7 separate regions of the Mus musculus genome follow, and regions 1, 2, 4, 5, 6 and 7 are each linked to region 3. A link is a contact called in public ChIA-PET, Hi-C, HiChIP or PLAC-seq and promoter capture Hi-C data. All regions are on one chromosome and are shown on one strand. The core of a region is the stretch at or near the end of the contact, and the rest is flanking DNA. Distances in the headings are between cores, read along the strand shown.

Region 1 (4,104 bases), core at 882-3,381, 950 kb after region 3:
CAATAAAATGAATAGAAATGCTTAATAATAATAATAATAATAATAATAATAATAAACTGAGGGAGGTGCTCACATTGGCTCTGGTCTCTACTTGCACATATGTGTGTACATGTGAATATGTAGAACACACACACAGGAAGGTAAGTGTATTATTTCTGTGTTTATACTGGACACAGTATAACTTGTTTGGCTTTTGTGTGTGTGCTAGGACCCTGTTGTGTACTCCTGCTGAGCAGGTACCTGGGATCCTTGGGCTTCAGCCTTTCCATCTGGATTTACAAGTGTGTTCCACCACGCCCTGAAGTACCAATGTTTGAAGAGACAAAATTGTCCCGAAATGTTTGAGGGTATAGTTCAGTGACACCTGTAATGTGAATATTATGCAAAAATTAATAAAATAAAATAGAATTTAATAAAAATATTGATTGTAAATTTGTCAAAATGTTGATAATTCGTCCATCTGGGGCTCATTATGCTGTTATTTCTGCTTTGTAGTCGGTTTAAAGTTTTTCACTCAAATTGGTAAAACAAACAAAACAAAGCAAACAAACAAAACCAGCAGCTCCATGGGAGGCTGAGAAACAAATCCTTGCAGACTTTAGCAGCCTAGAACAAGAAGCAGCGATATCTCCAGGTCCTTAAGGTCTGGGACAGGCCCCTCGAGTGGAAGAGGATGCCGTTCACCATCTCCCAGACCTGAGGCCTGGACAGGACTCTGCTTCCTGGCTCTGGCTCTGGCTCTGGCTCTGGCTCTGGCTCTGGCTCTGGCTCTGCCTCTGGCTCTGCCTCTGGCTCTGCCTCTGCCTCTGGCTCTGGCTCTGGGGCTCTGGCTCTGACTCTGGCTCTGGCTCTGGCTCTGGCTCTGGCTCTGGCTCTGGCTCTGGCTCTGGCTCTGGCTCTGGCTCTGGCTCTGGCACAGGCAGGCCTCCATACTTTAATATCAAAGGTTTTCCTGGGTTGCCTTGTGCTGTGGTGAGCAATGCAGTAGGGATGGGAGAAATGACAGACATCATTTCTGCCATATTCCAGTGGCTAGAATAGAAGCAAGACCTTAGATGCAGCTTCTAGGAGGGGGTCAGACAATGGTGGAGATGCAGGCAGACATCAAGGCTGAGCCAGAAACTCCTAAAACCAGGATGTACGGTACACAGTGAAAAGCAGGGAAAGTAAGACATGGGAGAGAGGGATGGAGACTTGAGCAGAGGTGAAATGTTCTACATGGATCCTCAAGAGGACACTTTCAAAAGAACTACAGGTAAGTACACCCGGCTGGAGACAGGCAAAAACCCATGCACGCAAAGGCTCTAGTCCGGAGCCTCAGCAGGGTTGAGCAAAACTAGAGGAAAGTGGGAATTGAGTATGTTTGGCTGATGGCACTTTTCAAATGTTAGCACAGTTCACCAAGTTACTAACCACTCTCACCATGGTTCTCATAGGTTCATGCTAGCCCTCTTCCACAGCCTTGGGAAGACTTCTGTTCCCATCAGGCCTCCTCCTGAGCACACCCTTTGCTGGGCTCCATTCTCTGCAGGTGGCATCAGCCCCTACTATGCAGGCCCTGTGTGGATTCTCATGAGCATTTGCTGCAGTGTGAGTGCTGTCCTGTCGGACTAGTCATCTCTCCCATTAGATCTCAGGTTCCAGAGACCTCCTGTTGGTGAAGGTGTCCTCAGGGCTGACAGGTATCACACAGAGGGTGGTGACTCAGACAATGGGAGGGTATTGCCCGGGAGAAAACTGCATCTCCAAACGTTTCCACATGTACTGTACTTACTCTTGTATTTTGGTTTGTTACAACTCAGCTTTAGAAAGAGATGTGTTTATATCTAAAGTGACAGGAAGGGACAAGTGACCAACAGTTTGGAGGCCCTGCAGTACAAGCCCTTGGGGGATAGATAGGAAAGAAGACCGGCATTGAAGAGCGGCAGATATGTTGCTAAGAAGGACCCAGAAAAGCGGAAGAGCACAAGGAGTGAGACCATAGTAGATCTCTGTTTGGATGCAAGGGCCAAAGAACAGAGCCCAGAATAGCACTGAGTAGCTAATGCGCTAAGCCCCGCCCTCCGAGTGCTTCCCGCCCCGCCCCACGTGCTAAACCCCGCCCTTTAGTCAGCCTCTTACTTAATGCCTGGTACCCGGAAACAATGTCAACCTTGAGTACCGCCCATCGCCTCGTCCTTCCGTCCCTCCAGAAACCAGAAGTTCCGCCGCCGAGCGAACACCTTAGATTGTGAGTCACCGAGTTTGTACTTCTGCGCAGGCGCCCTCAGCCCACATCTAACTTGGCTCCTGCGGCGAGACCGCCCTGCTGTCATGGCTCCTCCGTTGTTGTCGCTGCCGCTTTGTATTCTGCCGCCGGGTTCGGGCTCCCCCCGCCTGGTGTGCTACTGCGAGCGGGATAGTGGTGGAGACGGGGACCGCGACGACTTCAACCTCTAGTGAGTGGAGTCTAGGGATGTGGGGTGCGGGAGCATAGCGGGCACGGTGCCTGACAGCCCCTCCCACCCAGTGTGACGGACGCCGCCGAGCTCTGGAGCACCTGCTTCTCGCCTGACAGCCTGGCGAGGCTCGTGAGTAACAGTGCTGGGGATAGGAGACAGCTGGTAGCTTGCCACCCTCCCCCTCCCCGTGGCAGTGGTTCTAATAGCATTTCCAGGGTAGGGCAGTTTGGAATGTCCAGTGGGTCCAGGGTCCTGGGCGGGGTTAGTGACAATTCCTTGTTCCCAGCAGAAAGCCCGATTTGGCCTAAGTGGGGCTGAAGATATCCATTCCCGGTTCAGGTGAGTTCCAGTTAGGGAGGCCATGTGAATGAGAAGCTTGGGGTAGTGCTAACACATCCTGGCCATAACACACATCTCCCTCCTTAGGGCAGCCTGCCAACAGCAGGCAGTAACTGTAAGCCTGCAAGAAGACAGAGCATTGATAACCCTTTCAGGGGATACCCCTGCCCTGGCCTTTGACCTCTCCAAGGTGCCCAGCCCGGAGGCAGCCCCCAGGCTGCAGGCTTTGACTCTCAGCCTGGCAGAGCATGTATGCAACCTAGAGAGGCGGCTGGCAGGTACTGTATGTGTGGGCACCTGTACCTTCCCTCAGGGGCATGCTTTTGCAGACCCTCCTGGCATTGAGTGAGATGCCACGACTCTCTCTTAGCTGCAGAAGAGACCATCACTAGCCCCAAGAAGAACACCCAGCCAGCAGGCACTCAGTTCTTACCAGGTAAGGGGTGGGCCTGGCATGTGGGCTGGGGCTGCTCTTTCTCTGGAACTGCCTCTCCAGATGTCTCATGGGAGAATCTTTCCATGTGGACAGAGTTCTGGCCAGGGTTCTTTGGAGTTCAAGATTTCCCTGATCCTATTTTCTGGCAGAACTTGATCACCAGAGAGGCAGCTCTGGGCCTGGGGTCAGGAGACGGTGTCCAGGGGAGTCTCTCATTAACCCTGGCTTCAAAAGGTACTTGCCACCTGTCTCCCCTGCCCTGGTCCCTTCCTTTTCTTCTATGTATTTACATACTCTTGTCTTCTAGTAAGAAACCAGCTGCTGGTGTAGACTTTGATGAGACCTGAGGACAGCAAAGCCTGTTACTTGGCCAGGAGCCTGCCTGCAAGGAAAGGGGAGATCTAGGACCCCCTAATCAGAGACACCCCTTGCTTCACTTCCCCTGTGGTCCTGCTGTTGGGCAAAGGTGCCTCTCATCCCTTCTCCGTCAAATAAACTGCTCCCTCGGGGAGAGATGCTAGGCCAGACTTGAGTTGTGAAGATTGGCCTTGGGGAGGGGGCACGAGAAGACCCCTCTGGTGTACTGTGGAGCCCTGGGAGGCAAACAGATGCATCAGGCTCTCGGCATCCAGGAGGCTCTCCCGCCTAGGTCTTAAGGCAGGCAGCAGAGCTTTCTCAGACCTACTGTGTTGATTCTGCGTGGCCAGCACAGAAGCTGAGAGCGTCCTGGTCTGGTAGAGCCAGAACTCTCTAAGGCTTAGATGTCCCACACTTGCAAGCCCCACCCAGGTAGCACAGAGGCGTTGTCTTGGAGGCCACCAGAGGGCATTAGACAGTAGAAGCCCCTTATAGGAGATATGGTTGGCCCACAGTCTGTGGCTGGACTGA
Region 2 (3,957 bases), core at 713-3,212, 560 kb before region 3:
CTGACTACCAAAGTCCAGCTATAAAAGCACTGAGGTCTAGCAAGGAAAAGCCCCCTTTGACTCACATAATTAACATGTCCAATTAAAAATTAAACACCGGCCGGGCGGTGGTGGCGCACGCCTTTAATCCCAGCACTCGGGAGGCAGACGCAGGCAGATTTCTGAGTTCAAGGCCAGCCTGGTCTACAGAGTGAGTTCCAGGACAGCCAGGGCTACACAGAGAAACCCTGTCTCGAAAAACAAACAAACAAACAAACAAACAAACAAATTAAACACCTCGTCCTTTATATCTTCATAAACTGCCAATTTCCTAGTGCCATTCCTGTTTCATCAGTAGGCAGAGGTACCACCCCCCAGGGCAAATAGCCTCCTCCCTCTACTTTGTTTTCTCTCTCTCTCTCTCTCTCTCTCTCTCTCTCTCTCTCTCTCTCTCTCTCTCATATCTATGTCTCTTATTTCCTACCCTCTGGGGCAAATAAATCTCTTTTTGTAAGGGTCCCCCAAAACTGGCACCCTGGACTCAAATAGTATGTAACCGCAAAGAGTGTTTTATTCTGCAGAAGTCCAGCATGCTGGGGTCTCCCATTGCTAAGATAGAGAGACCATCAAGTGAGCTTGAAGGCTCGATTTAAAGCGCACTGGATTTCTGGGGTAGATGGGCTTTATCTTATTCTATCTCTAGGCATTCCAGAACCATTATCTGAGTGAGTGCTGTTGTGATCATAAAAAGAGAAAGAGCTACTAAGATCTGTTCTGGCAGGGTGTGGGGGAAGGGTGTGCCTCAGTGGGCCCATGCCTCAGCATCCCTTCCCCCTGAGAGAGCAGCCACATGACGGTATAGTATAGAATAGAGTTTATTCGGGGCATGGGGAGGGGAGTTAAGAGGGTAGTAGAGACAAAGGCAGAGAGGGGAGGGGGAGGGGGAGGGGGAGGGGGAGGGGGAGGGGGAGGAGAGGATTGGAGGCTGGCCATGAGCATATGGAGAGAGGGGGTAAGGGAATGGGGAAAGGGGGGAACAAGGGGCCAAGAGGCAAAAGCGTGAGAGAGAAAGAGAGAGGGATGAGGGGGCAAGCAGCCCCTTTTATAGGGTCAGTCCTACCTAGCTGCTACCAGGTAACTGTGTGGAGGAGCATATCTGGCTGTTGCCAGGTTTCGGTGGGGGTGGAGTCCAGACAGAATACCAACAGGTGCGAAGGCTAGAGCCTGGATTTTTTTTTTTTTTTTCTACTAGTAATCGAGTTGCTTGGACTTGCCCATACCTTAGGCCTAGTCTCTTTAACTGCCAATTTGAAGTGTGTTGCGGAATCTGCCTAGCCTTCTCTGTGCTCAGAACTTGGTCTTGGGGGGTGCCGGGGAGGGGGTGTCCTGATTGGATATTTTTCCTAACAGCCACCACCAAGTCTCCCAAACCTTCTTACGTGGTCTGTTGGCTTTGCTGCTTATCTCTAGTCAGAGAAACCCGAGGGCAAACGATTCAACTGTGACCGCCCCATCTGTATTGCACTATCAGGATCAAGAATAGATTGCTGGTCATTAACACTGCGATTAAGAATGTATATGTATACGTATATAGTCACAATTAAATTTTGCTTTATCATTAATATCGGACACTGCTGGCGTGCCTTTGCAGTCAGTAAACCAGAGACGTGGGGAAGGCTTCGGTATTCGCAGTGTGTGGTTGTGCATAGGGCAACCTACACAAGACCCGCCTCCGCCTCTTCCGTACCCCCGTGAGTGCCACACCGAGAGTAGTCCCCCAGCCTTTTCCGGTGTCCCAGAGTCTCCTCATTTGCGGCCTTCCGGGACACCAGATCTTTGTGAAGGTCTGGGCTCCCTTCCGTCAAACTCTGGGTATCCAACCGCAGCGCTGCTAGCCAGGGCTGTCAGCCCCCAGTGCTAACTAGCGGGCTAGTCGCAGAGTCCGCATACGTGCGGAACCAAAGATGCAGTCTCGGTTTCTAGCAGGTCGCGAAGAGAACAGCAACCCGGGTTCCCGCATGCGCAGTGGAGCACGCTTGCACCCTGGGAAATGTGTGCTTGCGCGGTTGCTGGAGTCGCGGTCTCTTCCCTGGTGGTTCCGACTGCGGAGAGCGGGGAGATGAAGACGAAGGCCACCGCGCCGGTGCCCCAACCTGGGCCTATCAGGAAGCTCGCTAGGAAGAAAGCCAAGAAGAAGTTCAGGAAGAGCAAAGCTCTGGCAGGAAGTGGGGTTCCGGGAAGCCACCCGGCGGCTGTGGCAGGCCGACCGCCGAAGGCCCCCGAGAACTTTTCTCAAAATTGGAAGGCGTTGCAAGAGGTGAGACCGGCGACAGGCCACCTTCATCCCGAACTTTCTGTCAGGTAGCCACAGACTCCGAAGGAGGAAGGGATGTTGCCCTCTGCTTCATTCAAATTCTTTTTCTCAATTATGAATCACTTATCTAGGTTGCCACCCTGGCAACGTCTTAAACTATGTCCCAGAACTCTGGCCCAGTGGTTCTGGAACTATTGTAGCTCAGGGTATACCCACACTAGTGGTTGTCCTCCTACATTAGGTAGCCTCCCTAGTCCTGAGCCTCTATACCTACCCCCATTCATAAATTCTTCCATACTAGTTAGATGCTTTTTTTTGTTGTTTTTGTTTTTTCGAGACAGGGTTTCTCTGTGTAGCCCTGGCCGTCCTGGAACTCACTCTGTAGACCAGGCTGGCCTCGAACTCAGAAATCTGCCTGCCTCTGCCTCCCGAGTGCTGGGATTAAAGGCGTGCGCCACCACGCCCAGCTTAGTTAGATGCTTTTACTGCCCTTGTTTCTTAGACGGGGAAATTGTGACACATAACTTACAGGGTTTGAGTTGAAAGTAGGTCACATACGGTGTAAACAGCAGAACTGGGGTGCTGAATATGCCTTCACTGTCGACTTCTAGGGAGTCTTGAGGAGTGTATGTCATGGAGCCTCAGTAAGAAAGACAATAAGGAATTTCTTGGCCTCCATAACAACACTCCACCTTGTTCCTTAGTGTGGATCTTCCAACAGGACACCCAGGAGCAGCCAAACCCTGTGGACAGTCAGGGCTGTGTATGCTGGTTCTTGTTCTTTCTCCCAAGAAAGTAAAGTGTGCAGGGAGGACATGTTTACTAAAGGAAACTTGGATTTGGCTCTGGTTTCTACAAGAATCTAAATCCTTCAGGCCTTTTAAGTATTAGGGGAGTGAATAAGTAGAAACTCACTGCAACATCTCTCAGCTGGTTGCCATCTTGTTGTGGTCTTAACTGGAGATTTGAACACAAGGAAGAAATTGGTCTCCTGGACCTCTCCTCTACATGGATCAGCCCTATCTGGTTTCACAGGACTTCTTTCTTTCCATTGAACTCCCTTCCTCCAGGTCTTCCTTAGATTCTGAGCTGTAGCCGCCTCCAGAGATAACGGAAGTGATCACTGTGTCCCACAGTGTTGACCATGGAAGTCACTAAGTGAAACTCCAAATAAAGAAGTGAAAAGCACCATTAGTGGTGATGGGAAGTGCATGGATGATAGAATAGATGTACACACAAGTTTCTTGAACCTGTGGTATGTCAGTTCAAAATTAAATGTGGCTTTTAACAAAATAATAAATGTGGCTTATATTTAATTTTGATTCCATTAGCTACTGAAACAAAAGTCACAGGCCGCAGAAAAACCTCTTGTCTCTCAGATGGATGACAAAATGCACCCCCAAATAATCCAGCAGAACAGAAAAAAGGCCTCAGATAAATCAAAGGGAGACAAGCAGAGGACAGAAAAGGCCAAGAGCACTAGGGGTTCTGTTACATCTGCACCTACGGACAGGAAGATACTAGTACCTCCCACAGATACCTCTGGAACAGAGCAGAAGAAAGGAGCCAAGAAGAGGACATATAGTGACATCTCTTCTCATCAAGGGGCTCTCAAGCCTAAGTGGAAAGCTACGGAGGCAGCTGTTATCTTGAATCAGCCCACG
Region 3 (3,791 bases), core at 1,171-3,670:
CCAGGAAGAGCTCAAAATGAGTTACCTGGGCAGGTATCTTGACATTCTGAATGTGATGTTCTCAGCCCACTCTAACAGGGACCCTGCCCGCAGCTGTGCTAGACCCAGCCTTGGCCACTCTCTGTTTAGTCCTCTTGAGGGGCCTGGGCCCTGTGCTAAGCCCTGTGCAGATGAGGCTGCTGATATCAACATTTTTGTCCATATTTTCAACTCCAAGATCTCATTTTTCTTTTGAGCTTGTGGTTGAATAGTTCTGACAGATTTCTTGGATTAGATCCCAGTAAGGTCTAGTGAGGGAGGAAGAATATATGCAGTGTTCTCTCGTGGCATGCAGCGTCCTTGTGCTTTCAGGAGTAGAAAATTATAGGCCACTGGCCACCCTTGCACTCAGTGAACCCTTAGCTGCCCCCCCCTCCCCCCCCCCCCCCCCCGCTCTGTAGTGCTAACTCAGCTCTTTTGACCTTGACAGAATTGGCAGAACAAAAACAAATCATGTCTGCAGTGCTGTGGGCTAGGAAATGCTGAGCAGCAGGAACTTGGCACATACAGAAGGTCTTGCTTACACTTGAAGCTAACACAGAGTCTGCCCATTTGTTATTGATCTGTGGGGTTATCCTGTAGCTCCATCGCTGGACAGCCTCTGGGCATGGACACATGTAGGTCATTGCTGTTCCTTTTGTTCTAGGCTTCTGTCACCTCGGGAAATTCAAGGCCAGGGAGGATTGGCCAAAGAAAATATGCGGCATTGAACTAGGATTGCTGCTGGATTCTTATTTGGAACCCTGAGATGATTAGATAACTGTTCTTCACCAAGAACCAACTAGCTGCCTCAGGTCTCGTGGATCCCAGATGGACATGGCAGTAACTCAGAGCCGGTCATACTGTGTGTCTCCTTCCTTGCAGCCTATGTATATGAATGATTGAAAAATTGATTTCAAGGTTCCTTTCAAATGCTGGATAGAATGAATCTAATTCAAAGTCTTTTATGTAAAAGAACAATGTTTCTTTTTTAGTCACTTTAGACAAATTAAGGTTTGAGCCACTTGAGAATATCCCCGCAGAGAGGCTAGGCAGGGATTCACTACAGGAGAGCACAGTTACTTGGACACCAAGGCCTTTCTCACCTGAGAAATGGTGCAAACCAACCAGGGATCCTTAGGCTACTGAGAAGGCTGTCTGCTTACCTGGAGAGGACTGACTGCTGGGATGTCTGGCCTAAGAGGAGCCTCAAACTGCACTGGGCAACTGTGCCTTGTCCTGTGAACTGGGGAGTACATGCCAGCTCCTCAAAGGGTCACCAGATGGCAGCGGCTCCCAGGCTGGGGAGGAAGTGGTTACAAGGGCATGTCTCTCCAACATTTCCAGCCTCACTCCATTTTCTGTGGCCTCATTAGTGCTGGGTGCGTTTTTTTTTTGCTCCGAGCTTTCCGTCATGGCTCAGTCACTGGGGAGAGCCCCAGGGAGCTGATATTCTGAAGCTGCTGATCTGATTAACCAGGTCAAAAACTGGCTGTGTGCTGCAACGTACTGCCCTCCTAGCCAGGAGTCTGTATGGAGCCCTCTAGCTGACTCAATGTCACCTGCAGACAGCACTTAAAGCCTTGGTGGTATCTTGGAGTGGCTTACGGTGTCCTAGCGCACACTCTGGAACCTTGCATCTCTACCCCAAAGCCCACCAGGGACCTTCAGCAGCGACTCACTGGCTCACCCATATCACTTCAAGGAGCTGCCACCACATAAGAGTCAAAGCTTTAAGGCTTCACTGACTGTTCCTAAAACTATCCTTACACTCTAAAGAGGAAGGGAAAGAGAGTTAAATATTTAAAAATCAGCAGGTAGAAAACATAAATGGTTTGTTTGGTATTAAATTTAGAAATTGTAGAACATGGAATTAGTACAGCCCTTCCCGGTTTTCTGGTTCCTTGCATCATCTAGGAAAGACTCACAGAATGGCTTCCAGGACGTTCCATAGATGAGTGTACTTGGACCCTCCTGTTCCTGTCATTAAGAAAGGCCTGTCCCTGTGGGTCAGTAGCAACTTGTGTCCTTGCTGGGACCAGGCAGGACCCTTGCCTCTGGTTCAACCCTGCCCAGGCTCTGTGTTGACTGCCAACCACTTTGGATTCAAGAAGCTTCCTCCCTGGGAGCTGCTATTTTTCCAAAATTCACATTGTTAAATAAAATATTTTGGGCTCTCAAGTAACTTAATTTATGGCTTCCTTTGTGTTTTGAGGGGCAGACCAGCGAGATCTTTAGTGTTGGTAGAGCCTTGGGCAGCTATTGGGTGTGACTGCCTGTGCCTGGTCCTGCCGCGGCTTGGCAGGGCGGGAGCTCGTGTCGGGCGTGGCTTCCAGGCACCGGGCTGTGGTCCTCCGGCCGCGAGAGGGCGCTGTGGCGGCGATAGGGTCTTGGGCCGGGCAGTTCTCCGGAAGACTACAGAACGGAACCTGAGCCAGGGTGACCACTAGACTGAGCTGGGGCGAACCCTGGGCGGGGGCGGGGGCCGAGGCACGGGGCCGCAGTCGTTGTTCCAGCTGCCACCGTGACTGGCCTAGGTCCGCCTCCGCCAGCGCTGGGCCCGGCTGAATCAGACCTCGGGCGTCCGGCGGCGGGTCTGCTGCCGAACGGAGGGCGCAGGTGAGCCTAGGACGCTGAGCGCGCTGCCCTACTCTGCCTCGGCGGGGTGGAGGGCTGGCCGGGGGTGCTGGACAGACTTGTGCAGCTCCGTGAAGTGCAGCCCCGACCCCCTGGCGCCTGTTCTCACGAAGTCGCTTTTAAGACTAGCGAGCTGACTTCGGGGAGCCAAGAGATTTTTCTGCGTTTCCTCAGGCATCGGTGAGAACTCTCAAGTCTCCAGCCATGCAGCTACAGGCCCTCCTCCAAAAGGACCGCCCCATGCCACAAAGGGAGCCACTCGAGTTTTCATGGCATCGAGCTGGCGAACTCTGACGTGCATCCTTGACAACAAGAGTTGCTTGTTAACCTCCCAGGGAGGATCCCTTTCCTTAGGAGGGCCAGGCTGAGGGGGTCAGGGCTGGCCAGGTCTGGACTATGCCATCCAAGTCAGCTTGCCTGCGTCACACTGAGGCACCTGGGCAGCTAGAAGGCAGAATGCTCCAGGGACAGCCTCCGAACACGGAAAAGAAGCTCATCCCAACACCAGGCTTCTTACCAGCCTCTGACTCTCAGGGTTCAGAGACAAACCCCATGCCTCCTTTCAGCATTCCAGCAAAAACAAGCAACCAGAACCCACAAACTAAGGCAAATCTCATCACCCCACAGCCACCCATTAGACCCAAGTTGGAGCGAACCCTGTCCCTCGATGACAAGGGCTGGAGAAGGAGGCGTTTCCGGGGTAGTCAGGAGGATCTGACTGTCCAGAATGGGGCCAGTCCCTGCAGGGGCTCCTTGCAAGACTCAGTAGCCCAGTCCCCTGCCTACAGCCGTCCCCTGCCCTGCCTCAGCACATCCTTGCAGGAGATACCTAAGTCCCGAAGGGCCACAGGCAGTGAGGGAGGGAGCCCATCCTTGTGGAGTGACTGTCTTTCTGGAATGATCAGCACCTCCTTGGACCTCCTGCACAGAGATGCTGCCTCAGGTGGGCCCCCCTCCAGGTTGGCAAGTTTGCATGCCTCACACACACCACCAGCTATGGACCTCAGCATAGCCTCCAGCTCCCTGAGAACAGCAAACAAGGTTGACCCCGAGCACACGGACTACAAGCTCCGCATGCAGACCAGACTGGTCAGGGCCCACAGCAACCTGGGCCCTAGCAGACCCCGGAGCCCCTT
Region 4 (4,339 bases), core at 488-2,987, 860 kb after region 3:
TTCCAGCTCCTGGATGAAGTAATTAACTTCAAGTAGAGGCTGGAGGTATGCATCACTAAGTAGGCTGGGTCAAGGTGTGGTCCTGTCCATCACTGACCCATCATTGTCTGAGCTCGGCTAGCCTGCAAGATGGCCTGAAGCTGCACATCTCTTCCCAGGAGACAAGTTTCTTCCTCGGTTGGCCCCAGGCTTCAGCCTTCTTTCTCCTTCTGAGACTCCTGGAGAATAATTAAATTTCCTGGGGTACATTGTTTCAAGAGACTGGTTGCCAAAGAGAAGAGCATAAGTATCTCTTAAAGTCAGTTACAGAATGAATGCAGGCAAGACACAGAGGGTAGAGTGCAGAGGTGTCCATCCTTCCACACTGTGATATAACAGCTACAAATGTTGGGATGCTATCCTGGGATACATGCTGTGGGTTGGACACCCCTGATGGTGAGCTCTAAATACTTTGTGTGTATATACATATATGTGTATGGTGTTGTTTATATGTGGTTATGTGTGTAGCGTGTGTGTGTGTGTGTGTGTGTGTGTGTGTGTGTGTGTGTGATGTCTAGAGATATATAGAGATATGTGTCAGCATATATATATATTTTTTTTCTTTTTTGCAGGAAGAGATGACTCAGGAGTTAAGAGCTCTCTCAGAGTTCTGAAGTTTGGTTTGGGTCCCAGCTCACAAGAGCCTGTAACTTTTTTTTTTTTTTTAAGATTTATTTATTTATTTTATGAGTACACTGTAGCTGTCTTCAGACACACATCAGAAGAGGGCATCCGATCCCATTACAGATGGTTGTGAGCCATCATGTAGTTACTGGGAATTGAACTCAGGACCTCTGGAAGAGCTGTCGGTACTCTTAGCCACTAAACCATCTCTTCAGCCCTGAGCCTATAACTTTTGCTCTAAGGGATACAATGGCCTCTTTGTATGGAATCCCTGGATACTTCACTCATGTGCACAGACATACATACTTATAATTTTTTTAAAATACCTTTTTAACAGGACTGCAGAGATGAGAATAGACAATTGTCAGAGGTGTACAAATCTACATGTTGACGTAGACTCAAGTCTCCAAACATAAGCTTTCTTGGGGGACATTTCCCTGTTCATGTGGTTGAAGGTGCTCTTGATGAATCCTTCAAACTTTTTTAAAAACCTTTTTATTGGTTCATTGTGCATTTCACATCATGCACCCCATCCCACCCATCTCCCCCTCCCCTTGTACCTGCCTTTCATCCTTGCAACCTCTCCCACAACAGATGGAAAAAAATCTCGTCGCGGAAGCTGTAGTATGTCAGTTTGTTCCACAGTATACCCTTTTGTCTACACTTCTTTGTTCGCAAATATTCATTGAAATGTTAACTCTTTAAACTTTTAAATTACACTTATTCGTCTATTTGTGTGTATGACTAAATAATGCATAAACCCCTGCTCTCTTTCCACGATGTGGACCCAGGGCTCGAACTCGAGTTACATTTGGTGGCAAGTGACTGCAAGTGACTGACGTCCACGAAGAGAGGCTCAAGGCAGCTTCCTCAACAACCTTGCTAGGAACCGGAGAAACCGGCTTAGCCCCCACCCCCTGCGCCGCTCTGACTAATCACCGCTCTCTGCGGTTCCGTGCTCGTTCCTGGTAGGTTCCTGCTTCCGTCTGTCAGCGGGCAGAGTCAAGGCGGCCTATTTGACAAATCGACGGCCGCTGCTGCTCCCTGTGAGCTCCTGGTAGGCGCGTGCGTCTGTCCGTCAGACGGGGCGGGCCGCGGCAGCGGGGGTGTTTCCCGGCGAGCGCTGAGTTCCGGGCGCGCGAAGACCGTTGGGTGAGGCGGCGCGGATCTAAGCGGGGGGTCTACTCTCAGCGGCGGCCGGGCTGGGGTCAGGCGCGGGGTGGGAGTGGCGGTTGGGGGTCAGATGCGGGGCCGCCGCTGTCTGGGTGAGGTGGGTGGGTAGACTTTTCGGAGCCGCGGAGCCGGAAACTGAAAGTCGCGGGAGGGGGGCCGGAAAAGTTCGCGACGTCCGCAGCGGTGCTTGGCTGCGCGCCTACCGCGGTGGCTCGGGGTTACAGCAGTACGGTCCCTGCCCCAGATCTCGGTCCGGCATCGCGCCCGAGGGACCCACGAGCCCCACTTGCCCTTACTGGCCTTGAGCGAATACCTGGTCTCCCAGGCCACTTTTACCGCTCACCTCCCACCCACTTATGCTTTTTGGATGGGGCAGTCAAATTTGGTCTGCCAAATTTACGTCGCCTTTTCTGACACCCGGCTACACAAATCACGGACACCACCTCCCCCATAAGGCCTCTTCCCTGTTGGTGGTTTACCTTCCCTGTCCTCCTTTATTTTTTCAGATCTCACCTTTCTGCCCCTCAGAACCTCTGTTTCTCTGGAAACTATCTTGCTTTTTGTAAAGTAGTCTGGCCTCGAACTACTGAGTGCTGGGATTAAAGGGCCTGCGCCACCACCGCCCTGGAAACTATGTTGATGGGATAGATGCATATGTGTCAGGGTGTGGAGACTGATCCCAGGGCCCTTAACCTCCTGACGCCTGCCTAATGGAGGTTGGACCTAGTGTATATTCCACATGATGGACTTGAAGCCCTGAGTAGGTGGAAAGGACATGAGATTGATTAGAACTCACAGACGTACTCCCAGCGGGCCCCAAAATCGGAGAAACAAACTTTCAGCTCCGTGGACACAATGCAATGTCATCATTGTCTTGTGTGCAACTCACTAGCTTGGCTACCAGTCCCCCAGAGAAGTCACAGTTGACCTTGCCACCACGGCCCCTTCCTGCCTGCGTAACTGACTGAGAAAGGTGGTATTTAGTGACCCAAAGTTAACTGTTATCAGGTGGAGACCCCAAGCAATCTCAAATTGATGTTTAAGTCTTAAAAATTAACTTTATTGCTGAATACTTAATGATGGATTTATAAATACTTGAGTTTTAAAAGCTGAAGGAAGGGTTGTTTTTTATCAAGCCTTGTGTGTACATCTGGAAGGCTGAGTGCTGTCAGCAGTTGTGTCTCTGGTCTGAACTGGTGGCTCCTTGCCTGCCTAGCAGGTCTGTGAGGTGTTTACCTGTTGGCTGTTTTTTTCCCTGGGACCCTCTAGTCCGTACCTAAACTGACTATTCTCTGACAATACAGGCTGCCTGGAACCCTGTTACTCTTCTCCTGTTTGCCAGTCACCATGGGCTCCTCAGGAGATTCTCCACTATGTCCACACACCTGAGCAAGGGCCATGTGCATTCATAACCTAGTCTCACTGGCTCCTGGGCTGCAGCACACTGAGCACTTCCAGTCAGAGCTCTCTGGGAATCCCTGCTGTGGTTCCTCCTGCACCCATGAAGTAGCAGCAGGCTGGACAGCACAGAGGACATGGCAGCAGCCAACTTGGAGAAAACCTTCTTCCAAGAAGGAGATGCTTCCTGCCTCTCCTCTCACTACTGTTTTCTGAGAGTTGGTTTGGGGTTTCCTTCTTGACAGTGGGGTGTCAGGCCTCCACTTCCCATGTGGTTGCTACATGGATTGTCAGTGTAGCTTGGCAGGTGGGTTTCATGGGGTGGGAGCTTTTACAGGCATGGACAGGATGACCTGGAGAAGAAAGAAAAATCTAGAAAGAGTTGTCCATAGATCCTCCAGATTATGCCAAGGATGGGCTGTGCGGCTTCCAGGCTTATGCTGAACATCTGTCCCTGTGTACTGGCCTTGCCCCCTTTACATAGAGGGTTGGAGACAGCTTGGATGCCACACTGGACATCCATCTCATAATTGTAGTGTGCTCGCCCTGTTCATGTCCATAGAGGAGGAGACACGGTGGCTGCTGCATCTAGGATCTGGGACCCAGGTGGGCAGTGGAGTTAGTATTTGGGGCAGGTTGTAATTTTGGTGGATGGTTCAGCTAAAGAAAGTCAAGGATTTGGAACCTGGACATAGTCTTAGGGTTGCCGTGCTCAATTAGAGCACAGGGCATGGGTTGTGAGAGGAGGTGAGTTTGTGACAGGCTGGACAGTTGTGTTGCACAAACAGATTCTGTGCTGTGTACCTACTATCACTTTATGGCATTACCAGCTGGGCCATCTAGTTATTGATGTGGCTGCAGCCGTCAGTAAAGGATCCAGGAGGGGAGAGCTATAGAAGCTGGCATTCCTCCTTCCTCTCTCTAGCTCTGCACTCCTTGTCTTCTGACGGCCAGTACCTGGGCTTATGTTGGGCATGGTACAAACCTGTAAGAACTGATGGGAACCAGGGATAGGGAAGACAGGTGGAGTTGGGCAGCTGTAGCTTTAATGACCAGAGCTGGGAAGCCATTGAGGTTCTGAGCTGAGTAGGCCCAGACTTCATGC
Region 5 (4,037 bases), core at 46-2,545, 980 kb after region 3:
GTTTCTTATTATGAATCTAAAGTACTCAAAGAACATAGGTGGAGTGTTGCTGCCCAAGGGGTCCCTGGGTATGAGCTGGTTAAGGCCCTTCTTTTAGGTCCTGCACTCTCTTGTCTCCATCCTGGAAAATCCCAAGGGCCCTCGGACACTCTTGCTGGCCCAGGACTCTCTGGATGCCCTTGCTCTTCCAGGGACTGGGATGAAAACCAACACTGCAAACGCCATCCGTGCCTGGCATCCTGCTCCTCACACAGGACTCGTACCCCAACACTCTTTATACCCTGCCTGGCCTAGACAGGTACTAAGAAGCTCAGCAGAACCCAGCCCCAAGAGAGGCCCAAGGCAGGAGAAATCAGAGGAGCAGCCTCAGGAGAAACTGGCCCCAAAGGGTGCTGGGATTTAACAGGTTGAGTCCACACAACAAGGACATTCCCAGGGATGAGAAAGCAGGAGTAAGGGTTGTGACTTGCCAGGATGGGTTAGGAAAGGAGATGAAGGGAGGAGAAGGTGGTGGTGGTGGTGGTGGTGGTAGTGGTGGAGGAAGAGGAGGAGGAGGAGGAAGAGGAGGAGGGCGGTAGCAGCGGCGGCGAAGGCTGTTTGGTACCAGCTTCAGCCTAAGGTGCTTGCCCAAGGGCAGAGTACCAGTAAAGGGAATGAAAAGACAGGTTCCTATGGGGGCCCCAGAGATGATGGGACCAGGGCTCTGAGTCCCTAAGCTGAATGGTGTGTCCCAGCTAGCGCTCTGGACCAGGAACCTGCACCTAGCTCTAGCTGAAGTCCAGGGACCACCTGCCCCCACCCCAGCCTGCCAGAAAGCGCTGCGGAGGGCGCCGGCCCGTGACTCAGCCGTGCGCTGCGAGTGTCAGCGGACCAGGGCACAGCCGAACCCACTGCCGGAGGCCCGGAAGCCCGCGGAATCGTCCGGCCCCGAACAGGGTCTCCGGTGGCGCCCTCCCGGGGTCTGCGCGCGCCTGGACACTGCACGTGCACGCGGAGAGCGCACCGGCAAATTGGGCGCGCGGCCTGCGAGCCCCTAAGGGCGGGCGCGGCTCGCTCACCGGGCTCCGGCGCTTCAGCGTCACGTTCTTCCAGAGCAGCAGCTGCAGCTGGTGCAGGAAGCCCATGGCCGGGCCGCGCTCCGCCGCTTCAGCGCCGCGGCCCTGTCCTCTGCGCGCCCCGCCGGGCCCCGCTGCCGGCCGCGCCGCTCGGCATCGCCCGCGCGGGGGCGGGGCGCTCGAGAGTCCAGGACCTGCTGCTCGCAGGCTCCGCCCCGGCGGCCGCAGCTACAGAGACTCGTCGCGCCCGCGCCCGTCGCCCCCACTTAAAGGCGTCTCTGCGCCCGGGTAGCCGCCAGGGGGCGCCCGCGCCCGCCTGCACCTGCGCACAGCACTAGGCCTCGCTGCTCACTGGACCCATAATGCAGTGTTTCCAAGATCCCTCACAGCCCCCATCTAAACCAAGATCCCGGCTCGCACCTTTCCGAGGTCTAGGGAGAACGCAGGTACCCTATGCTTCTCCCAGGAGATTCCAAATATGAGTCTCCAATTGAGAGATTTACGCAGAGGGGTACCCAAGGTGTTTACTGTCCTGTTTGGAAAACTGAAGGAGGCTTGGTCACCATTAGATTGACCCTCCTCACTTGTAGAGACAGGAAGCAGGGTCAGTCACTCATTTAGAGGAGAGACATTGGTCCGTTAGGAGAATCCCATCGCGGCTTGAGGTGCAACAACACGATGTGACTTAGATATTTTAAAGAGGAGCCTGATGAGAGGGACTGCGGTAGTTCGACCACCTTCACAAAAGCATTCTGTGTTCCTCATAGACGAGCCACCACCTGCTGATGAAATGGCGTTTACCTAGATTATCAAAATGCAGAGCAACAGCAGGTCATGGCAGATTTACCTTTAACCCAGCGCTCAGCTCAGGGAGGCAGAGAAAAGCAGATCTTTGTGAGTTCAAGTCCACACTGGTCTACATAGAGAGACCATATCTCAATAAAATAAATAATAGAGAGCAACCACGCACGTGTAATCCCAGCATCAAAAAGGCAGAGGCAGAAGGGATGAAGTATTCAAGGTCATCCTTGGTTATATAGAGAATTCAAAGCTAGCCTGCGCAACATGAGACCCTGTCCAAAATACTCTCTCTCTCTCTCTCTCTCTCTCTCTCTCTCTCTCTCTGCAGGTGGAGACAGCTGTTTTGAGGTCCAGGGTATCATCCAAACACATTTCTTACATAGTTTTAACTGAATTTAGAACACGTAAGGTGCATATGCCTGGGGTCACTGCAGTCCACCTGCGATTTCCATGCAGGTGAGGCAGATGCCCAGCGGGCAGGGCAGCAGAAATGCTTACCAGGTATGAAGAGCTAGACACACCACGTGAAGGGCTGGGTGTGCATAACCGGAAACTGCTACAGGTCAGAGAGCCCTAATTCTGACCTGAGAAAGTTAGGTTTATATTCAAAATGATGCTGAGACATCACAACTGTGAAAATTTACCACAGTCATCCATTGTGACTACCAGATCAGGCCTCCCTGCTCTAGCCAGACTGCACAAAAGGGGCTGGAAAGCAGGGGTGACTGAGAAGACAGGTTGTCCCTTATATAAGAGGTTTACTTGCTACCCCAACACCACCCACCTCCCCACCTACTCCATATTCATGTAAGCCTAGCATCTTTCTGCTCTTAGAGCCTGGCCTTTGGTGGGTCCTTAGAAGTGTTTGAATGTGGGCCTATTGATACTGTCACAGGACTATTTTCTCCAATATGGCAGGCAGGGGGCAGCAGAGAGCCACTAGCTGTGGTCCTGAGGACTGTGTCTGAAGACTGCAGGCCAGTTTGGGTTTCCCCGGCCTATGAATAGGAGGGGGAGGCTGTGTGGTATTCAGCCTGGGACATGCAGTTTGCTCTTAAAGTGAATGCAAACCGTCATCGAGGGCTAAAGCTTCCTGACACTTCCCAGCTCCTCTCCTGGGCTGGTGGGAGAGGACACGAGACTCCACCCAGCCCCAGGCTCAGGCTCCTTCTCTCCAGTTAGCCCATGAGGCTAGATTAGGGCAGGAAGCCATGGTTAGGCCTTTCCCACAAACCACAGGGGGAGGGCAGCTTCCTGCCTGTACTGCCACCCCATCCCCGGACAAACCCAAGCCCCAGCCCATCCCAGGAGCTCAATCTGTCATACACTCATAGCCTCACCTCTCATCTCCTCCTGGCCCACCCAGTCCAACACAGTGGGCACCTGCAGCAGGCTCTTCAGTGAAAGCCCTAACGGATACATCACACCCCATCACACAGGACACACCTCCCACTGAGACCTATGACATGTGGCACCTCAGCCACAGCTGTGTCTGACCTCAGTTCTCAGGTCTGTACCTGCCGTGGGCTTTGAGTTCCTGGTAAGGTACCACTCAAGCAAGGCTCTCAGACAGAAACGAGAAACCCAATAATGGCTGCCGGAGGGAATTGAGCAGAGGAAGCTGGCTGGTGAGCTCTGCTGCCTAACAGACTTGACCAGGAGATTTCTGTCAGTGTTTTTATTAGTAGTGCCTCTTTCCCTGGGGGAACTGTGGTGTCAAAAGCCCAGAATCATCTGCACTGTCCTTCCACAACCCCCTGCGCCCAGTGTACAGTCTGCACCCAGAGTACTAGAGGGTGCATCTGCAACCTTGAGGCTAAGCACCTTGACTATAGAAGTGTAGGGTCCCAGCTCCAGCCATGGGCATGGAGCCTTCAGCCATGGGTCAAGGTAAGTCAGGGACCCTCAGCCACCTTCCCCATATGCTCCTCATTAATTCATTGTCTCTTATCCTGGGCCCCTACTCTAAAGCCCACCAGGGCATCTCAGCCCAGTTTTCTCCTTATATCCTGAATTCCTGCTCACTGAACAGGAAAAGCCTTGGGGTAGTGCCATGGTGACCAAAAGCCTGGATGCCCAGCTCTTTGGTTTCAACATCAGTCTCCCACCCATCCAGCCTCTCCCAGCAGCAGGAGTTCAAGCCTGGAACCAGCTTTCAAGGTCTTCATAGACCTGGCTGCG
Region 6 (4,379 bases), core at 622-3,121, 620 kb before region 3:
ATTTTCAAAAAAGGTCCTTAAATAATCCCTGGCAGGCCACCAGGGAATATAGTAAATTCCAGGTCACCCATAGCTAAATAGAGAGACCTTCCCCTCCGCCCCCATTTTTTTTTTTAAATTTTTTAAGGAGCAACTATGACATTTCCTTAAAAGCTGCATTGCCAGGACACAGGAAGTGGGATACAGAACTGATTGTGTGAGAGATGTCCTCAAAGGCCACCAAGATTGCATGTCTGACTACCTACCTAACAACCCCAAGTATTTAGTGGTCTAAGGCAGGAGTATTGAAAGGCCAGTCTGGACAACCTGGTGAAACTTATCTCAGAGTAAGATAGGGCTGTGGCTCAGTTAATGTAGTGCCTGCCTGGGTCCAATCCCTAGCACAGAATGAATCCAGGGCTGCAGTCCCAATTGGAGGTGGAGGCCAGAGGATAAAATTAAAGTGGGTGGCTACCTAGAAAGTTTGATGCCAGCTTGGAATACATCAGACCCTGTCTCAAATGACAAAGGAGTGGAAGGGGCCTGAAGAGATGGTTCAGCGGTTACAAGACCAGGTCCTATATGCTCTGGCTCCCATTACTATTTGGTGACTGACCGGCCTGTAACTCCAGCTCCTACAAGTCCATCATTTCAGCTTCAGGAGCACAGACTCACAGACAGACATAAAATTTAAAAATTATATATCTTAAGTTTTTCACATGTTTGGGTGTTTTGTCTGTACCACATAAAAGCTGATGCCAAAAGGCACCAATTGTCCTGGAAATGGAGGTAAGAGGAGGGTTGTGTGCCAACCCGTGGGGCTGGGAAATCAAACCTGAGTCCTTGCAAGAGCAGCCAGTGCTCTCAGGCTCCCAAAATTATGTATAACACACACACACACACACACACACACACACACACTCAGCTTGGATGTGAAGTGGAACACCACTCACTGAAAGTTCACCTCCCCACTAAGTAACAGACAGGCAAGGCAAACACAGGAAGGAAAGACGTCCAGCCAGGGTGGGTCGCAGCAGTTTTGTGGTCTCTACTGTCCTCTCTAGAAGTGTTTCTAAAGGGGAACTGAGACTTCTACAACACCCTTTACTGTTTTAATAGCCTGGTAACAAAGGGTCAGTTTATAAATGTGAACAGGAAGTAAGTCCACTCCTGTGACTGAAAAAGTCCAAAGACACAGATAGGCATCTTGATTGTGGCTTTTTCCACCTCCTAGAGAAGTTTCTGTTTCGTTTTTTTTGGTCATTTTATACCATTACTGGAATGATTTTGAACAGTGCAAGCTATTTGGACAACCAGGAAATCCCAGAGATCAGGAATGTAGCTCAGAGACAGATTGCTTGCTAGCAGAGAGAAGCCTTGGGGTTTGTCCACAGCTATGGGGTGAGACACCGCAGGGCACCTGCTGGAGTTACCCCTAATTGTTTCTGCTCCACCCTCCTCCTACTTACTGTACACACCCAAAGTAGTGATTCATTGGAGTCAACTAGGGTTAGGAGGCGAGAAGTGAAGTGGCAGGTGTAGAAGTGACATCTATGTGACGGGAGAGGGCACAGAACAGGGCCAAGCAAGGCAATAATAAAAAAATATATAATAATAACAATCCTCCGTGTGACCTTGGCAAGCTTACGACTCTCTGGGCTTCTCCTCCATAAAGCCAGACCCAGCCATGGAGCAGTCCACGCTCTTAGCCTGGCGAAAGGGTGCTCAGGCGGCCCTGCCCTAGAAGCGGGTTTCCCCGGCAGAATCCAGCGCCTCAAGGCGCACGCGATGGGACACGCCCGGGAGCCCGATCGCACCCTGCATCCGAGGCGTGCGGCTGTCTCATTGGACAGCACGGCTCTGCAGGGCCGCCCTGCAGCCAATCGCATCTGTAGGGCGGAGCTTCGCCTGCTGTGCTGAGGGCTCAGGCAGATGCTTTAGCTCTGCAGTGGAGTCCCGCTGTATCTGACCATCCGCGCTGGCCATGCAGGAACCCCTGCTAAGAACCGAGGGACTCGACTATGATACCTTCCCCGAGGTGCCCGCGACTCCTGGAGAGAGAGAACGAGCCGGGTGAGAGTCTCAGGGTGTGGGCATGGGAGGTTGGGATGGCCTTATCTCCAGCAGACGATACACATCTTGGGCCATTACTGACTTCTGGTGAGTGGCCACCAAGAGTCATCTGACTCTTTCTTACCGCATGCTCGCAAGTCCTATTTAAAGAACTGGACCACCATAAAGAAGAGAGCCTCCAAAGGAATACTGGGTGGGATCCCCACCTGCCACAGGGGGAGGACATGGGTCTTGCCTAAGATCACAGAACAAGCTTTGAGCATCACAACAGGAGGCAAAAACCACAATTTCTTTTCTGGAGAAAACGGGCACCAGCCCCAGCCGACAGCCTGGGGATTTCCCAGAGCTGCTGCTAAGGCCTGAAGACAACTTGACTGGCCCTGGACCCAGGCCTCTCCTGGTTATCTGCCGAGCTGGATGGTCATGGGCTCGGGGAAGGCAGCAGTCTGGGAACTCAGGGTCCATTTAAAGGACTTGTCCTTGGTCCTTTGGTTCTACCCCATCCCCCACCAGGGCCTTGAAAAACAGAAGGGTGTTCCTGGCTACCTTCGCCGCTGTGCTGGGCAATTTCAGCTTTGGGTATGCCTTGGTCTACACATCTCCAGTCATCCCTGAACTGAAGCTCTCTTCTGACCCAGCACTACACCTGGACAAAATCCAGGCATCCTGGTTTGGGGTGAGGCCTGTTCTCTAAATCAGATGGGGTAGTGGAGGGAGCATGGGCCCACTCAACCTGCTTACCACAGGGAACTAAAATCACCTAGCCTTGGAACCTCCCCTAGAGCACCGGTATCTCTCCCTAACACGCATTCCCGTCTGCTAGCGGTGATGGCAAGTGACATGAGGAAGTGACATCCTGCAGAGATGTGGGCCAGGGCTGAGGGGAAGATTTCCCAACCCCATACCCAAAGCCAGGCTGCCACAGCAGAGCTGACATCCTCCTGGGTGCCTGGAGGCAGTCACACCAGATGCTAGCGGGATGAGAGGTGCCATATGGACAAGGACAGAACGTGGCTAAACAGAGCCCAGGAGCCCAAGACTTTAACGTTAGAATGTCAGTAGACCCTGAGTTAGGACTGCGACTTGACAGCAAAGCTGGAAAGATTTGGGGTCTCCTGAGCATTTCAAATGGGGTGGGAATGTGCAAGGCGCACAGCACATGCTGAGCACATGCTAGACACTTCGTGAAATATCTTCACCCCTGAGGTTAACTATGTTTTTCCCATAACGCAACTAAGAAACTGAGGCCACACTGTGTGCCCTGGTCCCACTGCTCATGAGTGGCAGACTCCAGCCAAATTCTTTATTCCTCAACAACTCCAATGACCCCCAAATCTTAAAGTCCCAGGCCTACAAGTCATAGGGTTCTCTTTGGTAGTGTGTGAGCCATAGAAAATGCCTTTAACTTCAGCACTTGGGAGGCTGAAGGAGGAAGATCATGTTCTTGAGGCCTGCTTGGGCTCAAAAAAATATTGGACACTCCTGGACAGAGCCACTGTAGACAGGCGCCCCCTCTCCTCAAAGCACCTCTGGAGTAGAACATTTATGGTACCTTTACATATAGTTGTCCACAGGCTGCTGTGCACCTCTGCCAACAGGGGACTCTACCAATGAATGCCTGGGTTTTGGGTCAGCTCTGGAGGAACTCTCTCTAGACTCCGGTGGGGGTGAGAGCTCTTAAAGCCACTTATCTTCTTGTACCCCTGCAGTCCGTGTTCACCTTGGGTGCCGCAGCAGGGGGCCTCAGTGCTATGTTACTCAATGACCTCCTGGGCCGGAAGCTCAGCATCATGTTCTCAGCTGTCCCCTCAGCCATTGGCTATGCAATCATGGCCGGTGCCCGTGGCCTCTGGATGCTTCTGTTGGGGAGGATGCTGACGGGCTTTGCCGGGGGACTCACTGCTGCCTGCATCCCGGTAAGGCCAGATGTCTCCATTGCCTTGGGGCTGTTCTAGACCACCCCTGCCTCTGAGCCTTTGCTCAGTGAAAGTGTGTGGGGTTCACTACATTGCCCAGAAAACCTCAGCTTCCTCCACCAAAGCAGCTGACATCATTGTCACCCAAAACTTCCTACCCTGTGTTTTGACCTCAGTTCCATGCATTGCTCAACTGAAAAAATTTGCATTGCACAAGGGATGTGAAGGGAAGTTCCAGCCCACCTCCACCTCCACCTCCACCCAACTGCTTACCTCATGTAATACTCCATACACAAACTTATCCTCTGACCAAGCCCAGAAAAGAGGTCACTAGGGTAAATACAGATGCCTGCTCAGCCCCAAGTCTGAGGCCCCTGGGCTTGGTTGGGTCCCCCGACCCATACCCGCCAG
Region 7 (4,222 bases), core at 285-2,784, 780 kb after region 3:
CACACAAATAAAATCGAGAGGCAGGAGTGATGGCTTAGCAGCTGAGCACTGGCTGCTCCTCCAGAGGACCAGGATTCAATTGCCAGCCCCCTCATAGAGGCTCACAACCATCCTGTAAACTCCAGCTCTAAGGGATGCAACACCCTCTTCTGGCCTCCATGGACACTAGGCATGCAGTTAGTACACAGACATATGTGCAGGCAAAACACCCATTACGCATAAAGTAATAATCTTTAAACAGAAATAAAAATAAAATCTAAAAAAAAAATGATGCAGGTGTAAAGTTGGCTGAAAGGGGATAACGCTGGAAAAGTTAGACTCTTTTAGGTTTAACATTTTTTAATGAATTATTTTATTCATTTACATCCCTAGACTTGTTATTTTTAAAACACCTACCGCCTGGGCTGTGCTCAGCTTGCTGCAGTTGGAGATGGGGGAAGCCATTGCTGTTAGAGAGCTGGCTACTCCGATGAACCTCAGGGTTCAGGCCTGGGGCAGGAAAGAGCACTTCCTGTAGGAACTGGTGCCAGTGAGGACAGAGGGAGGTCAGCAGCCTGGAGGGACAGAGGGAGGTCAGCAGCCTGGAGGGACAGAGGGAGGTCAGCAGCCTAGAGGGACAGAGGGAGGTCAGCAGCCTGGAGGGACAGAGGGAGGTCAGCGACCTGGAGGGACAGAGGGAGGTCAGTGGCCTGGAGGGACAGAGGGAGGTCAGCAGCCTGGAGGGACAGAGGGAGGTCAGCGGCCTGGAGGGACAGAGGGAGGTCAGCAGCCTGGAGGCGTGCTGGGGAAGGAATGGGGGAGCATAGCTGGCCTAGTCTGGCCTGCAGGCACTCAGGTCCCTATGGATTCCCTGCTCACTATAAACCCTAGCCAGGCCGATGCCAGACTTTGCAGTAGGTAGGTATTAAGGTATACAGGGCAGGACTGGAGAGATGGCTCAGAGGTTAAGAGCACTGCCTGCTCTTCCAGAGGTCCTGAGTTCAATATCCAGAAACCATGTGGTGGCTCACAATCATCTGTAATGGGATCTGATGCCCTCTTCTGGCATCCAGGTGTACATGCAAATAGAGCACTCATATACATAAAATAAATAAATCTAAAAAAAAAAAAAAAAAGGATGTAGGCAGGGTAGTGAGAACGAGGGTTCTGCTGGCTTGGAGGGCCAGGCTCAGCTCTTTCATGGCCCAGCCAGTGCCTCACACTCTCTCAGGAAGGCTTCTTCTGTCTGCTATCCATGGATGGGAGGCTGAGAGGTTCAGCATTTGGCTCTGGGAGCTCAGTAGGCGCCTTTGGCCAGCCTTGCCTTTCTGAGCTAGTTCTTTGGGAATCTATTCTTTGGAGAGAAGCAGAAGAGGAAGGTAGAGGAGGAAGAGGAAGGTGGAGAAGGAAGAGAAGGAGGTGGTGTCCTCATGCCCCGAATCCCCAGTGCTGACTGGGAAAGTGTGCTGAGTGTGTGAGTACTGTACTCATGTGCTACAGGGAACTGCTGGGTGTGGCGCTGGCCATCTGGTGACACACAGGAAGTGTGCCTGGTTTTAACTTGCACTCCTTCTCAGGAGAAAAAGCTGAGCCGTGAGGAATCCAGGCAGTGAGGGTCTTCACTTCGTTCATCAGTGCCTCAGCCTCCGTCCAGAGCCAGGGAGTCAAGGAGTGGCTGCTGTACCCAGAGCAATGCAGTGGCCTACGCTGTGGGCCTTTTCAGGACTGCTCTGTCTCTGTCCCTCCCAGGCCCTGGGTCAGGAGAGAGGTGCCTGTCCAGGTGAGAGGGGTCTGCTCAGAAGTGTGGGCACACACATACCTGCATATGCCTGCACATGTGGCAGCAGGAGATGGGACATTTTAGAAGGGCAGCCTGAAAACACATCCAGAGACAGGCTGCATGAATGCTAGTGGGTACGGAGAGCTGTGGTTTTCAATGCTGCTCCAAAGCCACCCCTCTTTTTTTTTTTTCTATGCAGATGTTAAGGTCGTAGGTCTGGGGGCCCAGGACAAGGTGGTTGTCATCCAAAGTTGCCCTGGCTTTCCTGGCCCACCTGGGCCCAAAGGGGAGCCTGGAAGCCCTGCTGGAAGAGGTAGCAATCTGGATGGGAGAGGGATTCCCCTTAGCCTCCCCTTGGCCCAGCTCCCTCCAATCCTACCTAGGAGATGAGATCCAGTTTAGTCCTTGTGTTTACAGGAGAACGGGGCTTTCAGGGCAGCCCAGGAAAGATGGGACCTGCCGGCAGCAAAGGTAAGAGGGAATTCTCACATGGGTCTATCTGCCTAAGATCCAGACAGGTCTTGAGAGTGGTGCCAGTAGCACCTGAGCCCACACACCATCCTCCCCTATGTCCAGATGCATGCCTGCCCCCTTCCTACAGGCTGGGCATTCAGATCTCTCTCCTACAAGTTCTGCTCGCATGGATGGACACATAGGTGGATACACACACACACACACACACACACACACACACACACTGAAGTGAAAAAGAACCAGCACTGTAAGAATGCCCCTTCTGTCTACAGGAGAGCCAGGAACCATGGGGCCCCCGGGAGTTAAAGGTGAGCCTAGTAAACAAGTCTCCTTAGGAAGGGACCAGGAAGGACAGCTCCACATGGAGCAATATGGGATTAGGGTCTTGTTGGCTTAAGGGGAGTCTTGAATACAAAGAAAGGTGGGTGTTCCCAGAAGCACTACTTCAGGGGTCCCCAAAGTCTCCCCGGATCATTATGCATATCAGAATGTTGGGGGCTCACAGACTAGGGGAGAGGCTGGAAGCTGGGAGGGGTACAGGAGAGGATGTGGCAGGATTCCAGCTCTGGGACAAGGCTAGTATGCTGTATTCCTCCAGGGGAGAAAGGCGATACAGGAGCTGCGCCATCTCTGGGTAAGTACATCCCATAGTCTCTTCTAACGTTTCCAGTGTCTTTACCCTCTGGTTGTGAGTGAAGAAGAGTGAGCTTCGGGGGCTGAAGTAGCATGAAGCATCTGTGGGCCCAGCCAGCCTCCCAGCCAGCACCCTGACCTATCCCAACTCTGGGTATAGTCACAGACAGGACAATGCATAACAGCAGCCAAACACAAAGGAGCCTAATGGGGCCAGCCAGGATGGGTGTGCTGGGCTCTTTAGCAGGAGGGTACGGCACCATGTATGCCAAGTAGAATATGGAGTCTAGGGGAGTTATATGTGATGGGAAGGGACCAAGGAAGAAAATAACACTCATGACTCTGCCCAGGTGAAAAGGAGCTGGGAGACACCCTGTGCCAGAGAGGTAAGTGACCTCTCAGCTGGCCCCTCCTACTTCCTGCTCTCAAGAATACAGCAGGACCCCACCCAGGGAGTATACCCCAGATACAGGCCAACCCTGCCCACTTCCCCATGGTACAGGACCCCGGAGCTGCAAAGACTTGCTGACACGGGGCATCTTCCTGACTGGCTGGTACACCATCCATCTTCCTGACTGCCGGCCACTGACTGTGCTCTGTGACATGGATGTGGACGGTGGGGGCTGGACCGTGAGTGAGGAGGCTCAGTGTGGGGCATAAGAGGTTTGCACACAGCGGCCACACTCTGGAGAGCTGAAGTCAGGGAGAGAGCAGAGCAACCAGGGGGAAAAAAAAAAAATAATGTGGTGCTTCACCCTCCAGCGAGACCCAAGCACTGGTGGACCAGATCTAGAACTCTGTGAAGTGAGTTAAGTGGGCGACAGGACCCCAGTCATAACAGATGCATCAAAACATGTCAGCCCTGGGCCACTATCATCTATCAGTTACCTTCTCAGTCCCCTGTACTCCCTGCCCCTGAAAACTATTCCTCACTCATGAGGTTCTTTATAAGAGTGAGAAAAACAAAACAAACCAACAAAAACCAAATAACCAACCAAAGCCCTGGACCTAGACATATCCCTCGGGTTCCTGCTCTTAGGAACCTGATACCCACATGCTCCCCTGCCCCACGCCACAGGTTTTTCAACGACGAGTGGACGGGTCTATCGATTTCTTCCGAGACTGGGACTCCTATAAAAGAGGCTTTGGCAACCTGGGCACGGAGTTCTGGTTGGGTAATGACTACCTGCACCTGCTCACAGCCAATGGTGAGGAAGCAGTCTCTTGGCCATCACCTGCCTTCCACTACGCTGCCTGGCCTGAGCCTTTTCCTTCCTTCCACCCATCCTGCTAGGGAACCAAGAGCTCCGAGTTGACTTACAAGATTTCCAAGGGAAAGGCTCCTATGCCAAGTAC

The links. Promoter capture Hi-C pulls out the DNA fragments that hold promoters and counts their contacts. Hi-C and Micro-C count contacts between places; a contact is called where the count stands out from the background. ChIA-PET counts read pairs in DNA pulled down with a chosen protein or histone mark. HiChIP or PLAC-seq counts read pairs in DNA pulled down with a chosen protein or histone mark.
Region 1: an H3K27ac HiChIP or PLAC-seq map of thymic regulatory T cells shows a contact between it and region 3, with 4 times the contacts expected there. The contact joins the promoter of Paxx here to the promoter of Inpp5e in region 3. A contact is called at or near these places in 3 of 39 promoter capture datasets (the 3T3-L1 cell line, hippocampal neurons and liver) and 2 of 115 datasets of contacts at active chromatin or transcription factors (pancreatic cancer cells and thymic regulatory T cells).
Region 2: a Hi-C map of CD4 T cells shows a contact between it and region 3, with 3 times the contacts expected there. The contact joins the promoter of Rexo4 here to the promoter of Inpp5e in region 3. A contact is called at or near these places in 1 of 484 Hi-C or Micro-C datasets (CD4 T cells) and 1 of 9 other capture datasets (liver).
Region 4: a contact with region 3 is called in an RNA polymerase II ChIA-PET map of memory CD8 T cells, with 59 read pairs. The contact joins the promoter of Traf2 here to the promoter of Inpp5e in region 3. A contact is called at or near these places in 4 of 39 promoter capture datasets (the C10 cell line, the HPC-7 cell line, hippocampal neurons and 1 more) and 3 of 115 datasets of contacts at active chromatin or transcription factors (embryonic stem cells, memory CD8 T cells and pancreatic cancer cells).
Region 5: a contact with region 3 is called in an RNA polymerase II ChIA-PET map of memory CD8 T cells, with 17 read pairs. The contact joins the promoter of Abca2 here to the promoter of Inpp5e in region 3. A contact is called at or near these places in 3 of 39 promoter capture datasets (hippocampal neurons, liver and pre-B cells), 2 of 115 datasets of contacts at active chromatin or transcription factors (memory CD8 T cells and pancreatic cancer cells) and 1 of 9 other capture datasets (liver).
Region 6: a contact with region 3 is called in a promoter capture Hi-C map of pre-B cells, with 2.7 times the contacts expected there. The contact joins the promoter of Slc2a6 here to the promoter of Inpp5e in region 3. A contact is called at or near these places in 3 of 39 promoter capture datasets (hippocampal neurons, liver and pre-B cells), 1 of 15 datasets of contacts at CTCF or cohesin (embryonic stem cells) and 2 of 115 datasets of contacts at active chromatin or transcription factors (bone marrow-derived dendritic cells and memory CD8 T cells).
Region 7: a promoter capture Hi-C map of liver shows a contact between it and region 3, with 5 times the contacts expected there. The contact joins the promoter of Fcna here to the promoter of Inpp5e in region 3. A contact is called at or near these places in 3 of 39 promoter capture datasets (hippocampal neurons and liver).

The regions. Positions count from the first base shown.
Region 1 is chr2:25,459,121-25,463,224 of GRCm38.p6, reverse strand. Paxx (non-homologous end joining factor) reads left to right here and starts at 2,131. Exons shown (of 7, transcript NM_153557.1): 1 at 2,131-2,438; 2 at 2,510-2,570; 3 at 2,731-2,780; 4 at 2,868-3,058; 5 at 3,151-3,216; 6 at 3,366-3,450; 7 at 3,524-3,737. The coding sequence starts at 2,314. The coding sequence ends at 3,563.
Region 2 is chr2:26,962,391-26,966,347 of GRCm38.p6, reverse strand. It overlaps Rexo4 (REX4, 3'-5' exonuclease), which reads left to right and starts at 1,962. Exons shown (of 8, transcript NM_207234.2): 1 at 1,962-2,296; 2 at 3,625-3,957. The coding sequence starts at 2,030.
Region 3 is chr2:26,407,848-26,411,638 of GRCm38.p6, reverse strand. It overlaps Inpp5e (inositol polyphosphate-5-phosphatase E), which reads left to right and starts at 2,420. Exons shown (of 10, transcript NM_033134.3): 1 at 2,420-3,791. The coding sequence starts at 3,052. Sec16a (SEC16 homolog A, endoplasmic reticulum export factor) reads left to right here. Exons shown (of 30, transcript NM_153125.2): 30 at 686-2,208. The coding sequence ends at 754.
Region 4 is chr2:25,544,338-25,548,676 of GRCm38.p6, reverse strand. It overlaps Traf2 (TNF receptor-associated factor 2), which reads left to right and starts at 1,737. Exons shown (of 11, transcript NM_009422.3): 1 at 1,737-1,815. It overlaps Gm35476 (a long non-coding RNA gene), which reads left to right. Exons shown (of 4, transcript XR_866044.3): 4 at 612-752.
Region 5 is chr2:25,425,857-25,429,893 of GRCm38.p6, reverse strand. It overlaps Abca2 (ATP-binding cassette, sub-family A (ABC1), member 2), which reads right to left and starts at 1,295. Exons shown (of 49, transcript NM_001368624.1): 1 at 1,059-1,295. The coding sequence starts at 1,124. It overlaps Fut7 (fucosyltransferase 7), which reads right to left. Exons shown (of 4, transcript NM_001289453.1): 4 at 3,520-4,037. The coding sequence ends at 3,993.
Region 6 is chr2:27,025,490-27,029,868 of GRCm38.p6, reverse strand. It overlaps Slc2a6 (solute carrier family 2 (facilitated glucose transporter), member 6), which reads left to right and starts at 1,871. Exons shown (of 10, transcript NM_172659.2): 1 at 1,871-2,052; 2 at 2,566-2,728; 3 at 3,762-3,968. The coding sequence starts at 1,964.
Region 7 is chr2:25,625,286-25,629,507 of GRCm38.p6, reverse strand. Fcna (ficolin A) reads left to right here and starts at 1,534. Exons shown (of 10, transcript NM_007995.3): 1 at 1,534-1,759; 2 at 1,959-2,072; 3 at 2,177-2,230; 4 at 2,506-2,541; 5 at 2,832-2,867; 6 at 3,217-3,252; 7 at 3,369-3,496; 8 at 3,945-4,074; 9 at 4,161-4,222. The coding sequence starts at 1,672. Fcnaos (a long non-coding RNA gene) reads right to left here. Exons shown (of 8, transcript XR_003954003.1): 6 at 397-554.